Regions from separate parts of the Macaca mulatta genome. Here region 1 is linked to region 2. A link is a contact called in public Hi-C data. All regions are on one chromosome and are shown on one strand. The core of a region is the stretch at or near the end of the contact, and the rest is flanking DNA. Distances in the headings are between cores, read along the strand shown. Region 1 holds the start of PSMA2 (proteasome 20S subunit alpha 2). Region 2 holds the start of HECW1 (HECT, C2 and WW domain containing E3 ubiquitin protein ligase 1).

Region 1 (6,287 bases), core at 2,864-5,363, 190 kb after region 2:
TGTAACAGAAAATAATTCAAGGAAGAAAATAAATGCACAGGATAAGAACTATTCCCTCAGAATAAATGCAATCAGGGAAGTCACATAATAGAACAGTGCAAGATCTCATTCCTAAAATCTTACGTCCTCTTGAGCAAATTTATGAATTACTGTTAAGTCTTAAGTAATAAAGTGTTTTTCAGTTCTACATTTAAGTTCAGCCCCAACCATTACTCAATAATACTTTCTGGCTTAAGTTCTCAGGTTTTGCTTAACAGAATGTGGACGCTTATGAAAGTCAGTTTTCTGTTCTTGAGTTTCATCGGTCTGGTGCTGCTGCTGTGGAACGCCATGAAGGAAACAGTAACTGAAATCCTAACTGTTAAAACCATACATGAACAGATCAGAGGTCATACACATTGTAATTTTTCTTTTTACTAGATCAGTGAAGACAGTACATCCATGTTGTCAGAGAGGAGAATATGAAATTGTCTGAGCATAGGAGAACACAAAGCAAATCTTCAAAAGAACATGAGGTCAAAAATCAGAGCTCGAAAATCTACTGCTTCATAACTGTGTGACCACAGGCAAATTCTTTTTGCCTCAGTTTCTTCATCCTAAAAATGAAGAATATCTTATTTGCTTTGGAGGGCTATTGTGAAGACATGATGAGATATAATAAACATAAGGCACTGAGATACATCATAGACACTTAATCGTTGTTAGCTATTTTATTACTTATCTTAGGGTTTTCCTTCATGGTATTTTATTGGAAATGATTTAAAAAAAATAAATATGTAAGGGCTTGTAAAACCCAAGATTCAGTAGACCTACTGCTTCCAATTTAATTCTAGGCTCTGCCGTAGTTAGGATGTTTACTCATCTGTAGTTCAAAACTCACACAGCTCAAGACTGGCACAGCTCACAATTCAAAAGTCATGTAGGCACCTCACAGCCTCGTTCCTTGCCCAGTCTCCAAACTCACTCCTTCCTTAACTGTGTTTCTAATACTCAGGCTAGAGGACAGCAGGCATATATAATGAGAATATTGTATTCCATTTAGGCCAGAGGAAAGTAGACACATATAATCTGAGACGAATTTATTCCTAGGCTATAGGAATCTACCATGAGCTTATTCAGTGGAGGACTTGAGGAAAAGCACACCCACAAAAATCAATGCATTACCTTAACTTTAATAAGCTTCTGTGGGTTTCTTCTCCTACACCGGTTAACTTCAATGGTGCGTCTACTTTTGGGAGCTGCCATCCAAAAGATACTATCCAAAAGGCTGGAATTCTCTTTACTTCCACTGGTATCATTTGCTGGCTCTGTAAATATGGCTGGGCCCTGTACTGCTAATGCTGGTCCTAGGAAATAAAACATAAGAGATACAGAATTAGTTTCTAGCTTCTAAATTACTATTTACAGATATCATTTTCCTTAACAATCAATGGTAAAACACACACACACACACACACACACACACACACACACACACACACACACACACACACAGAGACTACATATAAAATTGAGAATGTGAAACTCAATAATGGGATACCTTAGCTATTAAAATACACTAAAGCTTATACAATGCAATTTTAAGGAACACAGAATTTTTTCTTAGTGGATCCTGCTGAAAATAGATCAGTGAAATTCCATCAAGTTTCTTAACAAGTTAGATAGGCACCTAACTTGAACAAAACAAGCAAAGAATCACTCAACTGTCCACATTCTATTAATACTTGGTGGGTAGTAAATACCTGATTAATTTACAAGTAAATCTAGACAGATTTCCTGAATATACTTCTGATCAGCACTGATGTAACTGCCAATTGGCCCTTTCTTATATTCAAACTGAGTCAGGTCCTTTATGATACAACCCCTTAAGTCACTTAGCTCCTCATATTTGATACTGATTCCTGTCTGCTCTCTAAAGAGCCAGCTCACCATTTCTCTGTATGGCCTTATTTATGTGACTATGAATTGCTTATAAAAATCAAGAGACTCCTTTACCCTTTCCTTGCTATTTCTCACAAGTGCCATACTTCTTTTTTCTTTTCTTTTCTTTTTTTTTTGAGACTGAGTCTCACTCTGTCACCCAGGCTAGAGTGTGGTGGCATGATCTTGGCTCACTGCAACCTCCGCCTCCCAGGTTCAAGTGATTCTCCTGCCTCAGCCTCCCAAGTAGCTGGGATTACAGGTGTGCACCACCACGCCTGGTTAATTTTTGTATTTTTAGTAGAGACTGTTTCACGATGTTGGCCAGGCTGGTCTTGAACTCCTGACCTTAGGTGATGTACCCGCCCTGGCCTCCAAAAGTGCTGAGATTACAGGTGTGAGCCACCGCGCCCCGCCGCCATACTTCTTTTGATTTTAAGAACTCTTAAGAATGCACACAGCTCTCTAACACCTAACAATTGGCATTTATTTTCAGTATGTCCACAAGTATTGCCAAGCATGCCCCAGTGATTAACAACACAGGCTCCGGACTGTGAACTTGGGACCATTGTGAGCCTACTGCTTCAGTTGGAAAGTGTATACACCTAATACGACTGTTGTCAAGATTATCCCAGGAAGTACATGTAGAAAGCTTGGCACATTGCTTGGCATATAGTGGCATATATTTTCTTGGTATATTTCTGGATATTATCACTTTCAGGCTGCTTAGAAATTGAGTAGAATGTAAATGCCAAAGCAATGACAGTTTCAACATCCAAGATACTTCCAATTAAGATTAATTCCAAGTGAAATATGGGAAACAGAATTCATCTCCTCAGAGCTCAAACACCACAGAAAACATGTACTGTGCGGGAGGGAGGGAGGAAAGGAGGGAAGAGGGGAGGGGAGGGAAGGGAAGAGTACAGGGGGAGAGGGGAAGGGGAGGTGAGGTGAAGACAGGGCTGGAAAGGAAAGACAGATCCAGAGAGTGGTGAGCCTTGATGCCAAGTGAGACCTGCAGAACTGTCCTCGGAGGACAACTCTGTACAAATCCCTGAACTCAACAGACTTGACCAAACTCTAGCATAGTTTCTAGCAGCATAAGACTGTATCCTAGGATGACCTCGGCCCTCCTTTAAAGTGACTGCCTGAGAAAGCTCAACGCTGCCTGGAAAATTTCCTATTTATTTTAGCCAACATACTCCTGATAGTAGGTCCCTGAACTCCCTTAGAGCATTTCCTGGAAAGGGCACATAATTGTAAATACGTATCCCTTGCAACTAACTCGGAAGCGTTTCTCTCAAGGCCCTGAGAGCCATTCCTTCGATATCTAATCATTAGGAAGGATAGGGCCTTTGTCTCCCACTATCTGCGGGAGGACAGAATCCTACCTAAGATAACTGCGAGCTAGCAGACACGGCCGGCTAATCACATTTGCACTGACTTCACTGTACTACACTTCTCTGACTCTACAGAGCCCCTACACTCCCGCCTCGCTCATTCTCCCTTTAAAACGCCCAAGTCACCTCTGCACGAACCGGGATGGCGCTCAGCTCTTTATCTGCAGTAGTTACTGAATAAAATCCGTTTTCAGCACTTTAATTACTGGCTGGCTATGATTTATCTTTGACACAAGGTTACATCCTGTGTACGAATGGAGCAAGCAGAAGTTTTTTTTGTTTTTTGTTTTTGCGGTGGAGGGAGCGCAAAAACAGTCATGTTCTCGCTAATATGTGAATGTCACGAACTACGTCCCGGACGTGCGGCCGCGGATGAGAACCCGGGAGAGGGTTAAGAGTGTAAGCTGCGTCTGCGACGCTGCCCGAGGTCCCGTCATCAGTCCCCTCTCCCTTCTTTACCTACCCCACGGAGGACTGGGAAAGCCCGGCCGGTTCTGCGGAAACTTCCGCAGCAGTCGCTCCCAGTAGTTTCGAAGCAGGCCCCGGGCCGCAGGCCACGGCGGAACCACTAAGACCAGCATGGCCAGCGCCATTTTCCCTGCTGGAAGACCGCCCCGGTCCCGCCCCTGCTTTCAGCATGCGCACAGGCACAGAATCGGGCAAGCCTCCCTTTCTAGAACTACAACACCCCGCATGCTCTTGGAGCAGCTCTGACTCTCCTCCAATCATAGAGAGAAAAGGAAGGGCGAGGGGCGGGGAAATGAAAGAAAATCGGCCACAGTGCGCATGTATGCGGATGTGCTTTGGCTCTTCGGGTAAAGATGGCGGAGCGCGGGTACAGCTTTTCGCTGACTACATTCAGGTATGGAAGGGGCCCTCGAGGTCCTCAGCGTAGTCGAGGTTGCAGGAGCTCTGTCGACTTAGTTTTTCCCATCCTGACGTCGGGATTGGTGCTTCTGGAGGGTCCAGTAGAGAATGGAGGTGGAAATGCGGCTTTGCAAAGTCATTTGCCAGGCCGGCTCGGGATTCCTGGAGCTTCCTTGGTCGGAGGCTGCTGGAGGATCGGGGGGCTGCGGGACGGTGAGGCACATAGCCAAGGATTCGCTTTCACTTTGGAGACTAGAAAAGAAGGCAGTTTTAGCTCAACCATCTTTGGGTGGCCCGTTCCGAACCCAGGATTTTTTTTCCTGGCTCAAGTGGACCTGATGCGGTGGTTTCTGAAACTCGGAATCATGGTCAAATATGTGGGATCCCCTTTTCTTGGAAAACTCTCAGCTTTACGGTTAAGTCGAAGTCTTGGTCTCCGTTTGGCACTAGTGTCTTTCAAAACCTCCCGCTTTCGATTTCTTCGATGCATGAATTAGAAACATAAGGAGTAAAAACCGAAAGCGCCTATCACTTTTTTTGTGAACCCTTAACAACGAGGCAACAGTTTGAGTTTTGGCCTTTTTTTTTGGTGTGTGGAGGGGGAACGCAGAGGGGGATGTTTACTTTAAACAAGTTTGTAGGCTTTTCTATTGTAGAACAGGGGATTAGAATAGTAAGTTTACTTTCCAAAATAGTTGAGGCGAACCGTGGCTCCCAATGTGAGGAAGTCATCAACGAAGACTTTTAAAAATTGACTGGGGAAGTTTTCTGACTTACCCATTTTCTTAAGGATCAGTAATGCCCAGTTTACTTCAAATGTAGTCCTGACAACTGAAGGCAGGCGGGATTTAACTTGTTGAGTACTTTCTGTGTAGGTGCAACTTAACCGTAACCTGCTCCATCTCTTTCCACTGCTATGATGAATGTTATCTCAGCTTCTTACAGATGAACTAACCACAGCTTGTACAAATTAAATAACTTGTCTGAGGTCATCGGTTAGTAGCTGAGTTGACATTCAAACTGGATTTTTTTCTGATAACAAAAATTAATACACTTTCTATTACATAATGTCTTAAATTCCAAAAGTACCTTTCTCTTGGCAGTTTTCAGTAAGCAGTGAGTGTACGTAATAGTTTTTTTTTGTAACCTTTGAACAAGATTAATTATGCAATAAAAAGTGTCATATTACATATGACAGAAGAGTGTGTGCAGGATGTATTCACTGTTCATATTTGTGAAGAAAACAAATGTGGTCCTCTTTTTAGAGACAGGGACTTGGCAGCCTCCAGCTCTTGGGCTCAAGGGATCCTCCTGCCTCAGTCTTTGGAGTAGCTGGCACTAGAGGTGTGCACCACCCTGCCTGCTATTTTTTTTTTTTTTTTTTTTAAGGCTTGGGGTCTTGTGATGTTGCCCGGGCTGCAAATGTGGTCTTTTATCTCAAAGAAAGTGTAATCCTAGTGGAGCTGAAAACATAAAACAACCGTATACCTTCAGGACTCAATCTTTTTGTAACAAATTTCTTTATTAAAATAAACTTTTGGCCAGGCAGGGTGACTCACAACTGTAATCCCAGCTACTTGGGAGACTGAGGCAGGAGGATCACTTTAGCCCAGGAGTTCAAGACTAGCTTGGGCAACACAGCAAGACCCTATCTCTGAAAAAATTAAAAAATTAGCCAGGCATGTGCCTGTAATCCAAGCTTTTGGGTGCCTGAGAGCGAGAGGAGCACTTGAGCCCAAGAGTTTAGGATGCAGTGAGCTGTGATTCTGCCACTGCACTCCAGCCTGGGTCACAAAGCGATACCCCATGTCTAAAATTTTTTTTAAGAAAAACCAAACTTATGTTTTGTTTGTTTTAAACATGGTGGATTCAGCTGTTTTAAATAAAAATAAAATATTTTTTTCTAGCCTCTCGTAATCAGAATTAAACTAATGGTGGAAGGGACTAGCACCATACAGGATGAAACAGTTCTTGTGGAGTACATTTGGTTGGGGAATTGACAATAAATGAGTAAACAAATTGGTGCCTACTAATAAATTCTCTTACTAAGGAATTTTATTTTAAAAAGGGTGAAGAAAGGAATATGACTTTAGATTGAGT
Region 2 (6,087 bases), core at 3,448-5,947:
GGGTCCTACGCCTGGTCATGTAGAGGGGACACCAAAGACAATGCTGGGGTGGGCAGGGGGAAACAAAGCTGGCAACAATCCTCAAAACGATTTTTTTTTCAATTTCAAAAAACTCATTTCTACAAAAATAATTTGTATTCAAAATAGAGGGAAAACGTCATTAAGTAGTTTTAAGTTTTGATGGTAAAAGGAATTATGAATAACGGTAAAGAAAAAAAGAAGTCCTTTTGAGGATAAAAACTTATTGACTGCATCCTGTGGTTTCTTCAGCTCATCTGTGTGTTACAGGAAAGAGGATGAGGAATCACTTGCTGATTGATTTCATCAGCTCTGGTACTGATGGCACTGATGGCAAGGTCTTATATGTTAAATTTTATTCTCCCCATCTTTTTCCCCCTTAACCTAGGTCTCTGAATTTTAACAACGTGTAGGGCTGAGATTTCTGTTTCTCAAACTGCTCTGACTTGAACTTCCAAAGCAAAAGCAAAAGCAAAAGCAGGGAACATCCATGCACGTTAAATGGGTGTCAGTTTCAGGACAAAATGATTGAATTACAATCCCTGGCCATGGATGTGAATTTTGATCTTTTTTTTCTTTCACACACATGATATTTCCCTGACATCTGTGCAATACAAATATATCTGGAAAGTGTGAAATGGAAAATCTGCTTCACTAAATATATAAAAGGGACCCCGAATGAAGTCTCCATGATGGCATTTGTCATCATGGGCACAGATGGCGTCCTTTCCCAGCTCTTCCCCCACCCCGCTCGTACCGGCTTAAGTTCCATCCACCAAATTCTCCCTGCACATCACATGTATAGATGCCTGATAACACCAGGAGAGCCTGTCTGTATGCCACATCCTTATTTTTCAGGCCTCCATATGCATCACGCTTCAGACCAATAAATCAGAGAAAGTACGGGTTCTGAATGAATAATGCAAACAGTGTATACCACTTGTTGCTGTGGGAATCCAGACGACCTAGGAGCTTAGTGATCTTTGTCATATGTTGCCAGTAAGTGATGGCATTATTATCATTCTCCTTACAGTGCCCATGTCACAGAACAATACAACTATTTACCAATACCCACACATCTAAACACTATGAGATGGGATACATACAATCACTAATATGCTGCTTTGCTTCCTAAAATATTTAAAGAGGCTTTAAGACACCTAAATGCATGGCATTGAGGTTCCAAATGGTGGTCAGAAAGTCTGTGAGAAAAAGACTAAAACTATAAACGAAATCGTTAAAAGACTAGATCTGCTTCTATATCTCATTGTGTCTTAACTTGGAAAAGCAATGGTAATGAATAAACCTCAGAAAGTAGAAAAGCTTAAGCTGAGTAAGGAGGTTGTGAAGCTCTGACTCCTGCCTTTGGTGGGGTGGCTGGGGGGTGGCAGTGTACTACTGGCATATGGCTTATGCATGTGGGGGATGTTATAGGAAGTTGGGTGGAGCTAGAGAAGTGGAAAAAAAGAGCAAAATGAGGAACCAGAGAGAAACTGAAAGGGGAATTTGTTGGATGAATTGCAGGGAACACTTTGACCATAAGAGTTATTCAGCTGTGAAACATACTCAGTGGTGAGAATAAAAATGCTTGGAACCTTGGCTATTAAACCCCCAAATTCTAAACATTTTGTACATTTTGGAGACTGCATATGTTTTCCACCACTGCATTCCTCACTGGGAAAAAGAAATGCCACAAATCTTTCCCCTCAGTATAGTAAATTTAGTTTTACAAATAAGAAAGGATTACTATAGAAATGTATAAAGAATAGCTTTAACAGAAGGCTCCAAGTAGTTACTAGATAACCCACAGGCTGACCCATGTAGCCTTAATTATTTCTTCTCTACATATTGCCAAGTTAAATTATTTCTAATCTTTTTCTCCCTTCAATTTGCTCAACTGAATAAACCAACAAAAATAATCACAGAATGGTGATGTTAGCAGTGACCTTTGGGATTACTTGGTTCAGCTTTCCACTTTTAAAGAAGAAGAAACTAACCCTCAAAGAGGAAAAGTGACTTGAAGAAAACCCTACACAGCATTTCATACTGTTTTCTCTAAAAGTCCGTGAACATCAAATGTGCCAACAATTGCTTTACAGAAAGGACATGTGGGTATTGCAACTTCCTGGTTTCCTAATGTAGCTTGTCCTGTTTTTTCAGATGGAAAAGGAAGCAGGTAAATGGGAGAGAAGCAGGTGTCTTGATGTCTGTAAGTCACACCTGTTAGTCTAGAAACCTGACTATTGGGAGACTCAGTCAAGCTTGGCTGGCCCAGGAAGGATGGTTGTCTCTGGTCTAACTGTAGGTCATTTCAGAAGCATTTACAGTGGTTCAATGTTGCTTGAGCAAATAATGAGTAGACATTCCCTAGACATGTCCATCATCCTAGCAAGCTCTAACTGATAGAATCAGGACTTAGAGAGACAGTGGGCAGAAGGGTGCTCACGTCTTCTGTTTAAGTGTGGATTAGAGGACAGAGTGCTTGGGTCATGTTTCCTTCTAAGGCCAGAGCAAGACAGAACAGAGCAGTTATCAGATAAATTTTGTCAAAATGGATAATCCAGATCATTCAAGGAAAAAATAAATAACCAAAACCTACAGCATAGGAACTCATTCTCTACAGGTTTTTTTGTTCACTGAGGGTGGGTGGAGCCTCTCTCAGAGGCAGCGTGGTAGAAGGCCTGGATTTGAGTCCTGGCTCTCGGTTCCCCCTTAAGCATCTTACATAACCTCTCTGATTCCCCCAGCTGACTCACAAAGTGAAGGATTCCCACCTACCTCCTGCCTATACAATTAGAGGGCATTTTTATGACCTGAAATCCACTCAATAAACATTTCTGAGAACACATGATGTACCAGGCAAACTGCTAGGTGCTGGAGAGATGAATATAAACATATCCTTGTTCTGAAGAAGCTCATCCCATATTTAGATAAGGAGACTGTGGCACATTTACAACTCAGATAACTTCAATATTGAAATGCTATCTTGGCTCTATGAACAAAAAGGCTATAGGAAAATAGGAGAAGTGGTTAATTATGCCTTGCAGGGAATGTAATTTCAGGATGTTATTTTGATTGTAACTTAAAACAAATGAGTGCACAACTACAGAAAATTGTGTGGCTAAGCATGAATCAACAAATACCTTGACTATACCTAAATTATAAAAATTACCATAGCGCATGAAAACACTGCCTGCCTGCCTGCCTATTTAGGCCAATCATTGCTTCACCATTTTTATAACAAGCAACAGCACTAGCAAGTTTTGTGAGCAACACCAAATTACATCAGAGAAAGTAAGTCTCATGCCATTGTCAATTACTGCATAGGATGAAACAGCTATCTGGAGTCTCTCATTAGAAACAAACAAAAACCAATTATTGGAAAAAGCAAATTCCTAATTATCTAAGATGGGGTTGGAATGAATAACTCCACAAAAGGAGAAAACCTGTTATCCAATTAATTCAATTTTCTTCTCTTTTCCCCAACCCCCACCAAATGTTTTGCTATAGTGGACAAAAAAAAAAAAAAAAAAAAAAAAAAAAAAAAAAAAAAAAGACCTGTTTGAGTTGGTGAGTAATTTCACTTATGGGGAAAATGCAGACGCTTGGGTTTTAAAAGCTGCAAGGTATAAAAATAAGCCATAGATTCTATAATCAATCCTTGGTTTGCTTGCATGGTTCACGTTATAATTATTTGCCTTTCCAACACTGGGTAACTTTTCTTACTCCTCTGTCAGTTACCACAGAATGCTGGAACCAGAAAGAACGATAGAAAACAACAAGTCCAACTTCCTTTACCATATGGAATAAGACTCAGGCTTGTTTTTCAATATCACATCTGGCCTTTTAATATTTCTTTTGTTAACAATCATATCAGATGGAAGCATAATAGAAGGTAAAGCTCAAAGTGATCTTGTAATACATCCATCTTTACAAGCCAGAGTGTAAAAGGAATCAAGTCAAAATACACAAATAACAGAGCTGCAGTCCCTCTGTATTGATGCATTGATGGGCTGTTCCAGCTCAGGATGTGGCCTCCCTACCAAGTCAATAATGTCACAATCTAAACAAACTTAGGCAATTTGCCTTCAGGAAAAAACTGCCCCAGACAAAAAAAGAGAACTGTCATTCCACAAAGCAGCCAACTGCGCTAGACTGGGATTATAGTGTGGAATTAGTCAGAACGTGGTTTAGTAAATAAAACACTATAACGGCCAATTTGCCTGGAGGTCTAGGAATTAAAATAGTGCTTTGTTTTTCCAATGCCACATTCCAGAGGAGGCAGCAAGCGGAGGGAACGGGCAACAGGGAATTCTACCACAATCTATCTCTCTACCAAACAGGCACACACATTCATATCAGGGTGGGCATGTGGACTCTAATCCCTTCTTAGTGGAAAACACACATTTTAAAATGAATCCCCAATCTAGAATGAATTACCGTAATAGCCACAGCCGGAGCGAGTCCGCTGATGAGAAACGCAGATCTGGCCACCTGCTTTGAGACGCCTTGGACCACAACACTGCCGGGGTCTTTAAAGGTTGGCCTTTTCGGGTAGGGCATCTGCCCTCCTAAATAGCGTTTAAATCCCAGGAAAAGAGAGAAGATGCCTCCCTCAATTTTTGAACTATGTTGCTCTTGCTGTATCCATTTCTGCTGAACATAGCATTGATATCTTTTCAAAGAGAAGGGGGAAAAAACAAGGGGAGAATTGCACCACTGCAGATTCCAAGAGAAGTAAGCACAAAACTACAGCAACGTCAAATAATATCTTCTTCGGCAACTAGGAAAATCCCCACATGCTATCTGGTGTCAGCCCAATGCAGACTGAGGCGCGCTGTGCCCGGAACCACAGGAAGCCGGGCATCTCTGCAGCCTGTGTCCCTGCCAGCTCCCCCCACGCGCTGAAATTCGGCAGGGAAGAAGTTATGGTGCCCAGCCTCTGTGTGCAAGACAGAGACACCGCGCATCATGGCTCTGAAAATCAGCCAACTGGCCGGGACGTCAGAGCGGCAGAGCAATCAGAATGCCCTGGAGCCGGGGATGGAGGGGCCACATTGTTTGAGCCCTCGGATTTTGCTGCATTGTCACCGCCCGGGAACGTAGGGGTAGCAGGAAGCGCACCTCCAGCCAAAAATGGACCGGACGCATTTTTTCCCCCGGTGGCTCCCTCCCTGCCTGTATGCAAGTCGCAATACGGTAGGCGACATGACGGGCTGCTCCCGCTAAAACTCAGGTGGCAGGCCCGGCTGAGCGGCGCAGCCGGCGGGGAACAGGGAGGCGCTGGGGGAGCACCTACACCGCGCCTCCTCCCCTCCTGCACCATCCATGGGAGCAAGGGCCGGACCTGGCCACGCGCCCCTCGAGCGAGCACCGGCGAGCCCGTGCGGAGGCTCCGGGCGCTCGCTGGGCTAACCACCGGCATTGCATGGGACACAATTGTTCAAAAGCGAGCCCAAGGCGAAGCGCAAATCCAGAGCTTTGGTTCACAAGGGGTGGGTGTGGGCTGGGAAGGGGGATTACGTAGGTCTCTCCGCCCCCTCCCCTGACACCTCCTCGCCTCTGGGAGGGCGCTGAGGAGCGGGCGAGGCGCTGCGAACCCGCTTGGGGGCTTCTTTGTTTCTCTCCGTGCCCCGCAGGAGGGCCGGGTGCGCCTGCCGTACCCAAGCCGGGGTCGCCACCCGGGGATGCCGGCCCAGCCCGGGCGGCGGCGCGTCCCAGGCTGACAATTGAACCTCGCGGGAGAAGCGAGAGGGTGGGGAGGAGGGTGGATCTCGTCCCCGGGAAGGGAGGGCGCTGCCGGGGCCTCGCGTACGGCGGGGAAGCCGCCCAGAGAAGGGCGGGGGGAAGGGGCGGCAGGCAGTGTCCCCGCGCGACGCCCGCTTACCTTGGCAGCCCTGGCCTGGGCACAGATCATGCTCCTGTCAGCGCGCAGGTTAGAGCTGGGGGGCGCACGTGCCCCGCATAGTGCACCGGGCGCCTGGGACTGGCTGGGGAGGGGACCCTGGCGACCGCCCGCTCTCGCCTCGCTCTGGCTGCCGGGTGCCCCGAGCGAGCGGCGGCCACGGC

Evidence for each region. Hi-C and Micro-C count contacts between places; a contact is called where the count stands out from the background.
Region 1: a Hi-C map of fetal cortex germinal zone shows a contact between it and region 2, with 4 times the contacts expected there. The contact joins the promoter of PSMA2 here to the promoter of HECW1 in region 2. A contact is called at or near these places in 2 of 14 Hi-C or Micro-C datasets (fetal cortex germinal zone and fetal cortical plate).

The regions. Positions count from the first base shown.
Region 1 is chr3:85,450,873-85,457,159 of T2T-MMU8v2.0, forward strand. It overlaps PSMA2 (proteasome 20S subunit alpha 2), which reads left to right and starts at 4,114. Exons shown (of 8, transcript NM_001266881.1): 1 at 4,114-4,182. The coding sequence starts at 4,142. MRPL32 (mitochondrial ribosomal protein L32) reads right to left here and starts at 3,931. Exons shown (of 3, transcript XM_001097622.5): 1 at 3,784-3,931; 2 at 1,165-1,346. The coding sequence starts at 3,913.
Region 2 is chr3:85,258,361-85,264,447 of T2T-MMU8v2.0, forward strand. HECW1 (HECT, C2 and WW domain containing E3 ubiquitin protein ligase 1) reads right to left here and starts at 4,698. Exons shown (of 29, transcript NM_001265810.1): 1 at 4,459-4,698.